2 separate regions of the Bos taurus genome follow, and region 2 is linked to region 1. The links are chromatin contacts, called in public Hi-C maps. All regions are on one chromosome and are shown on one strand. The core of a region is the stretch at or near the end of the contact, and the rest is flanking DNA. Distances in the headings are between cores, read along the strand shown. Region 1 overlaps ASNS (asparagine synthetase (glutamine-hydrolyzing)). Region 2 has its middle 59 kb from the start of TRNAS-GCU.

The links. A called contact is a pair of places that touch in the nucleus more often than the background predicts.
Region 2: a contact with region 1 is called in a Hi-C map of liver, with 4 times the contacts expected there. The contact joins two enhancer-like sites. A contact is called at or near these places in 2 of 11 Hi-C or Micro-C datasets (liver and skeletal muscle).

The regions. Positions count from the first base shown.
Region 1 is chr4:15,208,726-15,214,776 of ARS-UCD2.0, forward strand. The region is part of intron 2 of ASNS (asparagine synthetase (glutamine-hydrolyzing)); the gene reads right to left. Among named protein-coding and RNA genes, the nearest start is that of ASNS, 64 kb to the right of the region's middle. Within about 2 kb of position 4,341, at least 12 of the 102 cell types and tissues checked have an H3K27ac peak or open chromatin away from gene starts, as enhancers often do. A contact at or near this core is called in liver, where this site is marked.
Region 2 is chr4:15,411,734-15,417,562 of ARS-UCD2.0, forward strand. No RefSeq gene overlaps it. Among named protein-coding and RNA genes, the nearest start is that of TRNAS-GCU, 59 kb to the right of the region's middle. Within about 2 kb of position 1,443, at least 6 of the 102 cell types and tissues checked have an H3K27ac peak or open chromatin away from gene starts, as enhancers often do. A contact at or near this core is called in liver, where this site is marked.

The DNA.
Region 1 (6,051 bases), core at 3,091-5,590:
CTTTTCTACCAATAGGTGGCAATATTGTTTTGGGACCAAAAAAAAAAAAAAAAAATGACACCTTACAGTTGTTTTTTTTAAAGACTTCTAGATCTATGCTTTCACGCATTGGAGAAGGCAATGGCAACCTACTCCAGTGCTCTTGCCTAGAGAATCCCAGGGACGGGGGAGCCTAGTGGGCTGCCGTCTATGGAGTCGCACAGAGTTGGACACGAGTGAAGTGACTTAGCAGCAGCAGCAGCAGATCTATGCTTGATCTTTATTTTATTCCAGAACTCTAGGCTTCGGAGTGCCCAGTACAAATAGCAGTGGAGTAAACAAGGCGCAAACATGATATTTGAAGGAAGCTGAAGAGTTTACCAGTATCACCCCTTCATTTAGAACCAACTTGTCTTTGGAAGAAATGCACACTGATTCCTCTCCCCTTTTCCATCAAGTAAACTTAGAGTGACAATTGAGGCAGAAAAATAGGCACCATGTTGCAAGTGGTCAATCTGCTTCTCTGAGAACCTCCAGACTGGGTTACGTTCAAATCACTAACCTTCTCCCCAGCCTGGCAAGAACCTATTCTGAATATGTATTCACATAAGCCTCTTCTTTACACTGATCATTGGGATGGGACTGGAGAAAGGTATACAAATTTGTTGATGCTCTATTAGTTTTTTAATTCATTCATGTTTATGAGCTTAGGTAACCATCATACTGTTTAAGATATAGAACATTTCCAGCACATCAGAAGGTTTCCTATGCTCTCTTTAGTTTTTAAAATAAGGAAGAAATTTTATTTCTCAAATACTCGAAACAAAACAAACAAACAAACAAACAAAAAACGCCTCACAAGGCAGAGGAGCTGAAGGGAGGGAGGGGTTGTTCTACTTTATACATTGATCTGGGTCTCTTTGTAGCCTTGAATAGAAACTCTGCGGTAGACACACTTTGGAACGTGTATTCAGTGCATGGATGGGATGGAAGATATCAAGTCACAGTAAGGATGTGGAGCGACTATAAGAGTGCATCAGTGGTGGGTGTGTACAGTGAGGCAGTCACTTGTGTGTGTATCTGTGTATGTGCACCTATTACCAAAAGGTGTATACTAGAATGTTCAAAGTAGCAAATAGGCTATCAACAGTAGAATGCATGCTGACTTGTGGTATATTCTCACAATGGAACACTATACAGCCACAAGAATGAATCATCCACAAATACTATAACAACATGAATGAATCTCACAAACATAATATTAGGGGAAAGATATGAAAGATATGGATATGAAAGAGTATATACTCTTAAAAAGCAGTTGTGATCATGCTTTGATGACATTCAAAATTAATCTGTGTCCTGACCTGTTGACCGCTGTTAGCCTTGGATGGGAGTGGGGATGGGAGAAAGGGTTTCCTAGGTGCTGGTGACATTCTGGTTCTCGGCGTCACAAGTGTGTTCACCTTATGAAACTTCATCAACCTGTACACTTACTTTTAGGAAATATTGGGTTGACTAAAAAGTTCGTTCAGGTTTTTTGTACCATCTTACAGAAAAATCCAAACAAACTTTTTGGCCAATTCATGTAAATTATACTCTAATTAAAGTTTTAAAATATTAAACTCTAATCAAGTACAGATAAAAGGCACGTCCACCTGGAATGACAATGCAATCGGATGAAGGAAATCACATTTCAGTTAGGTACTCAAACATGATAAGCCTTCCCAGGTAGAGATGGAGAACAGGCATTCTGGGGGGGAAAAAAAGGAATACTTTAATCAAAAACATGGAGGTTTAAAAGAGTAAGGAACATTTGCAAAATGACAAAATTGGCCAAAGAATAAGATTGGTATAAGAAAGAAGCAAGGTCTTAAATAGCAGATCTTGCTTCTTTCTTGTAATAACCCACTTGATTAGCATTTCTTTTCTTTTTTTCCCCTCTTTCTTATTTTTTAAATTATGAAACTATGGTAACACATTTACCAGACTTGGAAAATACAGACCAAGGTTACATATAGTTCCACTATATATTACAATTAATTTTTAAGTAGATAACATTTTTAGTTGGAGTTTCAATATCAAACTCTCAAAAGTTAATAGAATGAATACACAGAGAAGTAAAAGGATATAGTAGATTTGAAAAGCACTATGAACCAATTCAACATGATTAAGATTTATACAATTTTCACACAACAGTAGGATACAAATTCTATTCAAGTTCCCATAGACTATAAACTAGGAGATGCTGGAACATATCCAGGGACATAAAACAAAGTGCAAAACTTCCATGGTCTAAAGATACTGAAATACAGAGTCTGTTATTTTACCACTGTGGAATTATATTAGAAGTCAATATCAGAAGATATTTTAAGATAATCCACATGTTCTCAAGGGCAAGCATTACTTGACTCTTTAAGGGACTTAAACACTGAAGGACTTTTCAGGGATTCTCTCAAAGGCAAAATTCTTTGCAAGGTAATTTGACATGTTCAAGTCAAAGAGGCTGTGCAGTCCTGTGTGTGCAAAATAAATGGCCTTGGTTAGGTCACCTTGTGGAATGTCTCCCGGAACTCCAGTGCCTTCCTGCATTGTCCTTGGGTTTTTTTTGTGTGTGTGTGTTTGTTTTCTGTATTCTACACTTTGCCTTTAAATAAAGAAACAGGAAAAAAGTCTCACAACTAGACTGAGGGAGTCTAAAGAATTTGGTCTTACTGGAAAACATAGTGAAGTTTTTGTTTTATTTTTGTTTTTTAAGGGAAAAGCACAATGATCACATGGAGAAGGCTATGGCACCCCACTCCAGTACTCTTGCCTGGAAAATCCCATGGACGGAGGAGCTTGGTAGGCTGCAGACTATGGGGCCACTAAGAGTCAGACACGACTGAGTGACTTCACTTTCACTTTTCACTTTCATGCATTGGAGAAGGAAATGGCAACCCACTCCAGTGTTCTTGCCTGGAGAATCCCAGGGATGGGGGAGCCTGGTGGGCTGCCGTCTATGGGGTCGCACAGAGTCGGACACGACTGAAGTGACGTAGCAGCAGTTAGCAGCACAATGATCACATCTACTCTTATCAATTTCCCTAATGGCTCAGATGGTAAAGAATCTGCCTGCAATGCAGGAAACCCAGGTTCAGTCCCTGGGTTGGGAAGATCCCCTGGAAAATGGAATGGCTACCCACTCCAGTATTCTTGCCTGGAAAAACCCATGAACAGAGGAGCCTGGTGGGCTATAGTCCAGGGCGTTGAAAAGAGTTAGACACAACTGAGTGACTAACACTTCACTCTTTGGGAAGCTGGATGTGCAGGATGCAGAAGAGGAAGGTGTAATTGCAGGCTGTAGAGATGTCACTTGAGTGCATGAGACCCCTGTGCCCACCCACCTCTTTATTCTAGCCTTTCACCTAACCTTAACCTGTTACAAGCCAGTCATCCCATCACTTGCAGCTCCTCCAACCAAATCCAGCCTCCCGGCTTTGCACCTGGGGCTCCAACCCCTTGCAAGAGCTTTTCTCTGCCCCCTCACTAGGCTCACCCTGAAAATGAGCCATGTCTCCTCCCAGCAGCACTTCCAGAAGCTTTGTGTGTGAAAGTTGTCAGTCGTGTGCGACTCTTTGTGATCCCATAGACTGTAGCCTGCGAGGCTCCTCTGTCCATGGAATTCTCCAGGCCAGAATACCGGAGTGGGGAGCTGTTCCCTTCCCCAGGGGATCTTCCCAACCCAGGGACTGAACCCAGGTTTCCTGCACTGCAGGCAGATTCTTTACCGTCTGAGCCACCAGGGAAGCCCAAAAATCATTATGGACCAGGCAGTGCCAACCAAGCACTGGGGAGAGACTGGTCAGTCGTGTCTGACTCTTTGTGACTGTGTGGACTGTAGCCCACCAGGTTCCTCTGTCCACGGAAGTTTCCAGGCAAGAATACTGGAGTAGGTTGCCATACCCTTCTCCAGAGGATCTTCCTGACTCAGGAATTGAACCCAGGTCTCCTGCATTGCAGGCAAATTATTTACTATCTGAGCCACTAGGGAAGATCCTCCAGAAGCTTTGCCATAGAACAAATCAAAGTCTCCAAGTACAAAATTTTGTCTTCAGGATCAAAGAATGTGTGTAGAAACCAAATACGGAAAGTAAGATGAAAACACTTTCAACTGTCAAATCATGTACAGATTCTGAAGGAAAATTAAAACCCTATTAATTTTTAAAATTAATTTTCCAACAATGAAGTTTCATTCCTGGACCTCATCACTTTCAGTAGTTCCTCTGGGGTCCTGAGAAACCACAGACGCTTGTAGTCATGTCCATACTGAAAAACCACCAGGGGTTACCCCAGAAGGTAACCACAGCCCAATTTTGCGTTGGTACACAATGTTGCACAACATGCTGCCCCTCTCCCCTGCCACACCACCAACCACAAGGCGCTTCCTGGTTATTGGCAAGAAATTAGAGATTGAGAATTGCGTCATTGGGTCTACTTTTACTGGCCCCAGTTGTGAAATGTTTGAAGAAAGTGAATAAGGGCTAAAGAGAACCATCTGGATGTTTTCCAAGGTTCAAAAGGAAACAGGAAAACTCAAGTAATTCACATCCTTTACACCTTTTATGCTGAACACACCATTAAGCATTAAGTATAGTCATCTACAAGTGTAAATATTGGCTGAGGTGACATACATGCCAGGCAGTGGCAGGTTAAAAGCACAAATATTTGTAGAAGGGTTTCAGTGCCAGGACCCAACCCTGGTGAAGAGGAATGGAAGCCAGCTGATGGCTCAGCCTTGAGCCGGCAGAGTGAGGTGACTGATAAGCCTGCGGTTTCCAGACAAAGGGCAGGAAGGGGACTGCTCATCTGGAAACTCATGGGACAATGGTGCTCACCGGAATATCGATATTTTAAAAGTTTAAAAATTCGGAGGCTCTATCCCTATCTTCACTGGTAGATAGATTTCACTAATCTAAGGAAAGTCCCCCATGTCAGGTTTTTAACACGTCATTCTAAGGTGCAGCAAAGTTTAAGAATTACTGAAAGAGCAGGAAGGCAGGGGAGTTAAACCTGTGGGGTGAGTTCAGGGTTGCAATTGCTCTCTAGTGAGATCACATTCTCACTGCAACCCACTCCTTTCCACCCCACCCACACTCACCCAACAACCACCAGCTGAGTCTGATGTCTCCTGAGTCGGGCCCCTGGAAGATTCATCTTTATGCTCTCCAACCCCAGCTCTCAACCCGGCATAACTCTCTAAATCAATCAATCACCAGGTTCTCTAGTCTGTATCTAAACTCTCAAATCTGCCTTCTTTCCACCTCCATCGCTGCTGCCTTATTCTGGGCAATTGTTGAGCGCCCACAACTCTTTAGGTGCAAGCTATACGCACTGCATTGGTGGATAAAACAGACACAGTCTTTGCCCTGTGCGGCTTACAGCCTAATGGGGGAGAAAGACTATAATCAGGTAAGTGATCAAAATAGTTTAAGAAGAGAAATCTAAGCACTGAGAAGGAAACAGGTAGGGTGCAATGACAGGGTAGGGGAGGTAGAGGAATGTGACTAGACAGGGTGGGTTGGAAGGGGCTTCCACGAGGGTCACATATATTCTTTCTAACCCCTCACATCATAAATAACCTTGATCCCATTCCCTTTCACTCCATCTCATACACAACCACCAGAGTAAATGCTGTAAAAGCCCACACACTTTAGTTAGGTTTTGTAGCCTCTTTACAACCCATCTCCTACCTACCATGCCAGGATCACATGCCCCTGAGGCTCTAACCCCCTCACGCCACTAGCAGCTACAGGATCACCATGGTCTTTCTTTTTTTAAAAAATAACTTGATGTATTTATTTTTGACTGTGCTGGGTCCTCACTGATGCTCAGGCTTTTCTCTAGATGCAGTGAGTGGGGCTTCTCTCTAATTGCAGTGCGGGGCTTCTCACTGTGGTGCCTTCTCTGGTTGTGGAGCACAGGCTCTAGGGCGCATGGGCTCCATAGTTGCAGCCCCTGGGCTCCAGACTACAAGCCCAATAGTTGTGGCGCACGGGTTTAGTTGCTCCGCGGCATGTGGGATCTTCCTGGATC
Region 2 (5,829 bases), core at 193-2,692, 200 kb after region 1:
GTAGCCTGCCAGGTTCCTCTGTCCATGGAATTCTCCAGGCAAGAATACTGTAGTGGCTTGCCATTCCCTTCTCCAGGGGATCTTCCTGACCCAGGGATCGAACCCAGGTCTCCTGCATTGCAGACAGATTCTTTACTGTCTGAGCCACCACTGACATAGAATAAACTGTATCTATTTGAAGTGTGCAATTTGTTAAGTTTTGAGATATGTATATATCCATTTATTTTCTTCATTCTATTTCTTTAGTTTCTACTCTGCTCATTATTATTTTGTCTACTTACTTTAGGTTTAATTTGTTCTTCCTTCCTAATTTCTTTTTTTTTTAATTTTTAATTGGAGGATAATTGCTTTACTATGTTCTGTGGGTTTCTGCGGTACAACGACATGAACCAGCCATCAGATCAGATCAGATCAGTTGCTCAGTCGTGTCCAACTCTTTGCGACCCCATGAATCGCAGCACGCCAGGCCTCCCTGTCCATCACCAGCTCCCGGAGTTCACTGAGACTCACGTCCATTGAGTCAATAATGCCATCCAGCCATCTTATCCTCTGTTGTCCCCTTCTCCTCCTGCCCCCAATCCCTCCCAGCATCAGAGTCTTTTCCAATGAGTCAGCTCTTCGCATGAGGTGGCCAAAGTACTGGAGTTTCAGCTTTAGCATCATTCCTTCCGGTGAACACCCAGGACTGATCTCCTTTAGGATGGACTGGTTGGATCTCCTTGCAGTCCAAGGGACTCTCAAGAGTCTTCTCCAACACCACAGTTCAAAAGCATCAATTCTTGGGCGCTCAGCCTTCTTCACAGTCCAACTCTCACATCCATACATGACCACAGGAAAAACCATAGCCTTGAGTATGCATATATCCCCTTCCTCTTGAGCCTCCCTCCCAGCCCAGGCCCCATCCCACCCCTCTGCTTAAGTCATTGATTTGGGACTTCTCCGGTAGTCATTGTTGTCGTCCAGTGGCCCAGTTACGTCCGACCCTTTGTGACCCCATGGACTGCAGCACACCAGGCCACCATCTCCCGAAGTCTGCGCAAGTTCATGTCCATTGCATCGGGGATGCCATCCAGTCACTTCATCCTCTGACACCCTCTTCTCATTCAGTGTTAAAAAATTTCCCCCTCATACTGCTTGAGTAGCATCCCACAAGTTTTGATACATGGTATACTTAATTTTCATTCAGGTCAGAATACTTTCTAATTTTCCTCATTGACCTGAGGATCTAGCAGTATTTTATAGAGTTTGAAAATAATTGAGGTTTTTCCAAATATATTTCTGCTATTGGCTTATAATTGAATTTCATTGTAAGGAGAACATAGTTTATATGAATAGAATTCTTTTACATTTATTGGCACTTGTTTCATGGTCTAGGATCTGCACTTTACCCAGCACTGGGTGAATCTGGAGGCTTTCCAGTTGGCTGGTGTGGCGGGTATTGCTCCTGGCCCAGTGTTAGCACCTGGCACTGTTACCTCTAATCCTCTCAGTTGGTTCAGTTCCTAGCTTTGGGCAGTTTCCGCACGTACATTCACTCATCACTACTCAGCCACATACTCACGGGGAGCCCTCCACAGACCTCCCAAGTTCGCATCCTATGAACTTCTTTCCAGCTCTCTGCCCTCATCCTCAGAATTCTAGCCGCCTTGGTCTTTCTAGGCTCTCAGCTCTTAGTCCTCATCCATCCCAGGGGATCTGCCAGGTTCTGGCCTGGTTCCCTGTCTCTGTACTGTGACCTGGAAATGCTGCCAAACAGTAGACTGGGGCAATTGCAGGGCTCACCGCATTTTCTTTCCACCTATCAGGGCTCACTGTCCTTGCCTGATGGGTTTACTTGTTTCACAAACCGTCACTACCTAAATGTTGTCTGTTTTTCATTGTTTCTGGAATGAGAATAAATCTGGTCCATATTAGTCCATCTTAGTTAGAAGGAATACTGTCCATCTCTCTCTTCACTCTTCTAAGAAGCTGCAACAGTAGACATGTCAGAGCTTTTTCCTACGTGGAAAGAGCCCCATCTGTCTTCCACAGCCTCTCTCTTCTCTCCCTTGTCAGCCAGGCCAGAGGCTACAGCCTCGCATAGACAGCTAAGGCAAGTCTGAAAGTAGGAATTTTTATTTGTCAACTTTTATAGTGGTAACGCACAATCCCAAATCTGAGCTGCCGGTGTCAACATTTATTTCTTGCCTGCATGACTTGAAGGCTATCGTTGGCTTCCGCTCTGCTGGACTCAGCAAGCCTAGCTTGGTTCAGCAAGGCTTTCCTGGACTCATTTCAGCTCTGTGTAGCTGCTTCTTCTGGCACCAGAGTTGAAGAAGGCATGCTAGTTTCTTGGTGAAGGTCCAGAGGGAGAGGCACAGGTCGAAGCACACAACCACATTTAAAGCTTGTGCTCAGTCATGGCATACCTGATGTGTGGGCCCATTCCACTGGCCAAAGCAAATCAGTAATCAAGTCCATAGTCAAATGTATGGGAAAGCACACCCTACCTACAGCAAGCATGATAAAGATAGAGAGAGAAAAACAAATTATATACAATTATGGTCTTCCATAGCATTGGTGACTCACACTTTCTTCCTGTATTTCTCAACTACGTGCTCTGCCGGCACAGAGAACCTTTTTTGTAGTACTTAGCACATCATATATTTCACAGATTAATTTCAGTTTGACGTTTATATGACTCTCTTGTCTGTCCTCTACCAGAAAATAAGCTTCATAAATACAGAGACAGTGCCTGGCATATAGTAGTAGTAGCAGATAGTAACTGACACATGGATGAGTGAGTGAGTGAATGAGTGAGTGAATGTCTCTCTCTGCTTATTTTCCCAAGGTACTAAGGAATGTGCTAGATGGCATTTGGTTAAAAACTATTTAGGATGCACTAGCCCAGGACCAGGGCTTCCCAGGTGGCCACTAGTGGTAAGAACCTGCCTGCCAGTGCAGGAGACGTAAGAGACGCAGGGTCAATCCCTGGATTGGGAAGGTCCCCTGGAGAAGGACATGGCAACCTATTCCAGTATTCTTGCCTGGAGAATCCCAGGGACAGAGGAACCTGGCAGTCTACAGTCCATGGGGTCACAAAGCATCAGATACAACTGAAGTGGCTGAGCATATGAGCGTGAGCCTAGGACCAAGAGATGCTACATGATTCAGTCATACTTGCCAGAAAGCTCAGCCCTAGCACTTGACAAGGAGATTTGCTTTTCCTTGCTGTTGTTCTCTGTACATATTCTTGTGGATGTGGGGAGCTGGAGTTTGGAGCAACACTCAAGCATTCCTGGATTCTTGGCATAATCCCAAATGAATAACCTCCATAACTACACCCAGTTTTTTTTTTTTTTTTTGTCATTTAATGTAATTCTTTATGGAAAGAATTTTCTCTGTGCCTATAATAGAGCATAGCAGTGCATGCTAAAAGATGAAGAATTTAAATCATTAACTTTGTTTTATCTTTTAAAATATAATTAATTTTATATATATATATCCCATTAAGAAACAAAGTCATTAATATTAAATAAAACAGAATAATTTACGATTCTGTTTGAAGAAAGGATTCTTGGAGTTATTTTCAAATATAGAGATTCCTGGTACTTCTCTAAAATGTTTAATTAACTTATTGATTGACTGGGAGATAGGTACAATAACCATTCTTAATTATTCTAACAGTCACAGGAAGGTAGAAATCTGTTATTGGCCTGCTTCTTTTACTCCATTATTGTAATATAATTACAATGAAACTTGAAATATGTGTTTACACCTCAGGAACAGGATACCCTAGAATGAGGGAAATATAATAATATAACTTATATCAACATTATTCCCTATTCTGTCACTTTATTTTAGTGAGCACTAAGATTTATAACCAGGTCTTTCTTTCTCAAGGGCCTTCTTCTCTTCACCACCATGCATGTCTCTTTTTGCAGATAACCTCCCACTTTCTTTCTCTTTTTTAAAAAAATATAAATTTATTTATTTTAATTGGAAGCTAATTACTTTACAATATTGTATTGGTTTTGCCATACATCAACATGAATCCGCCACAGGCTACACACAGTTTTAACACTTGGCTTGCTGAGCGGCAGGCTGCAGGGAAGCAGAATATCAGGTGAGAAGATCAAAGCTGGGTGAGGTTTCTGGCAGCATTTAGAACTTGACATTGCATTCCTCTGAGCCACAAGGGCTGGGTTAGCTTCCCACAGAGCTCTAGCACAGCCTTTGGATTATGCGTACCAGGTATTTGGGGTTAGGACTGGACTGGTCTGTCTCCCAGGTTATCCTGTCTTAAGCTGCATTCAAGAATGATCTCTGAAGATTCATGCTGTGTCCTTGGACACAGTAACCTCTGGGATCCACATAGAGTATCACTTGTCATAATAGTCTCAGGATTGGTATGGTACATTGTTGGCCATGGTAATCTCTGGAGACTCATAAAGCATGTTCTTGGGCTCCTCAAATCACCATTGACCACTTGTTTTCAAGTTAAGTTTGTCCAGTTGGGTGCAAACTCAGAGGTGGTTTCAGTGATATTAGTAATGATCTATTTCTTCAGCTGGGTGGTAGATACACAGGTTTTTACATAATTATTTTATTTAAAACCTACTTATATGTAACATATGTGTTCCTTTGAATATATAAAATATCTCACAAGATAAGGAAATGAAAAAATAAGAAAAAAATAACATTAAAACTAAAGTGAGATTCCATTTTCAATCATCAGATGAGCACAAAGATTAAGTAACTGCTAAGACTCAATAAGCAGAAGAATTGCTGCTTTTGAACTGTGGTGTTGAAGACTCTTGAGAGTCCCTTGGACTGCAAGGAGATCCAACCAGTCCATTCTAAAGGAGATCAGTCCTGGGTGTTCTTTGGAAGGAATGATGCTAAGGCTGAAACTCCAGTACTTTGGCCACCTTATGCAAAGAGTTGACTCATTGGAAAAGACTCTGATGCTGGGAGGGATTGGGGGCAGGAGGAAAAGGGGACGACAGAGGATGAGATGGCTGGATGGCATCACCGACTCAATAGACGTGAGTTTGAGTGAACTCCGGGAGTTGGTGATGGACAGGGAGGCCTGGAGTGCTGCAATTCATGGGGTCACAAAGAATCAGACACGACTGAACGACTGAACTGAACTGAACAGAAGATTCAATAATGGTGAAAAAGAGAAAAAGCAGATAAACTCATAAGTGGGGGGAATATAAATTGGCTCAATCTTTAAGGAAAGTCCTTTGATATACCTATCAAAAGTACATCCTCTTTGTTCTTAAAATTTCACTTTATGAATATACTGTATCAACATACGTACACAAAGACTAATGTGTATGGACCGTTCAGTGAAGCTTTAGTCATATTAACAGAAGACTGGCCACATTGAAAGGCCCAGCAAAGACGGACTGAATAAGTGAACTGCTGTGAAGCTTTTAAGTCGAACACTGCTTTTCACCTGCTGACACAGAATGAACTCCATAATGCTGGGTGAAGAAGTAAGGAAGAGAGAAGAGGAGGGAGGGAAGGGGGCAAAAAAAGGAATAGAGAGCCCAAAGAGGGACAGTGCCAAAGGGAAGTGAAGGGTGCTGTCAAAAACCAGTGACTGGTTGAGTAGAGCTGGATTGAAGATCACATATTAGGACCTGGAAGAAGGCAAATGAGCAATGTAAGTAGGAGTGAGGACCTGGAATACCGTGCTGAAAGGTTTGTTCTGTGTCTTGGAGAAGGTGGACAGCCTGTGAAGCATTTTACAGAGGGGAGTGGTTGGGTCACATTTACTGTCTCTCAGCAGCACTGGGGATAGAGATCAGAGGTGAGGGATCAGGTGGAGGTTTGGAAGCA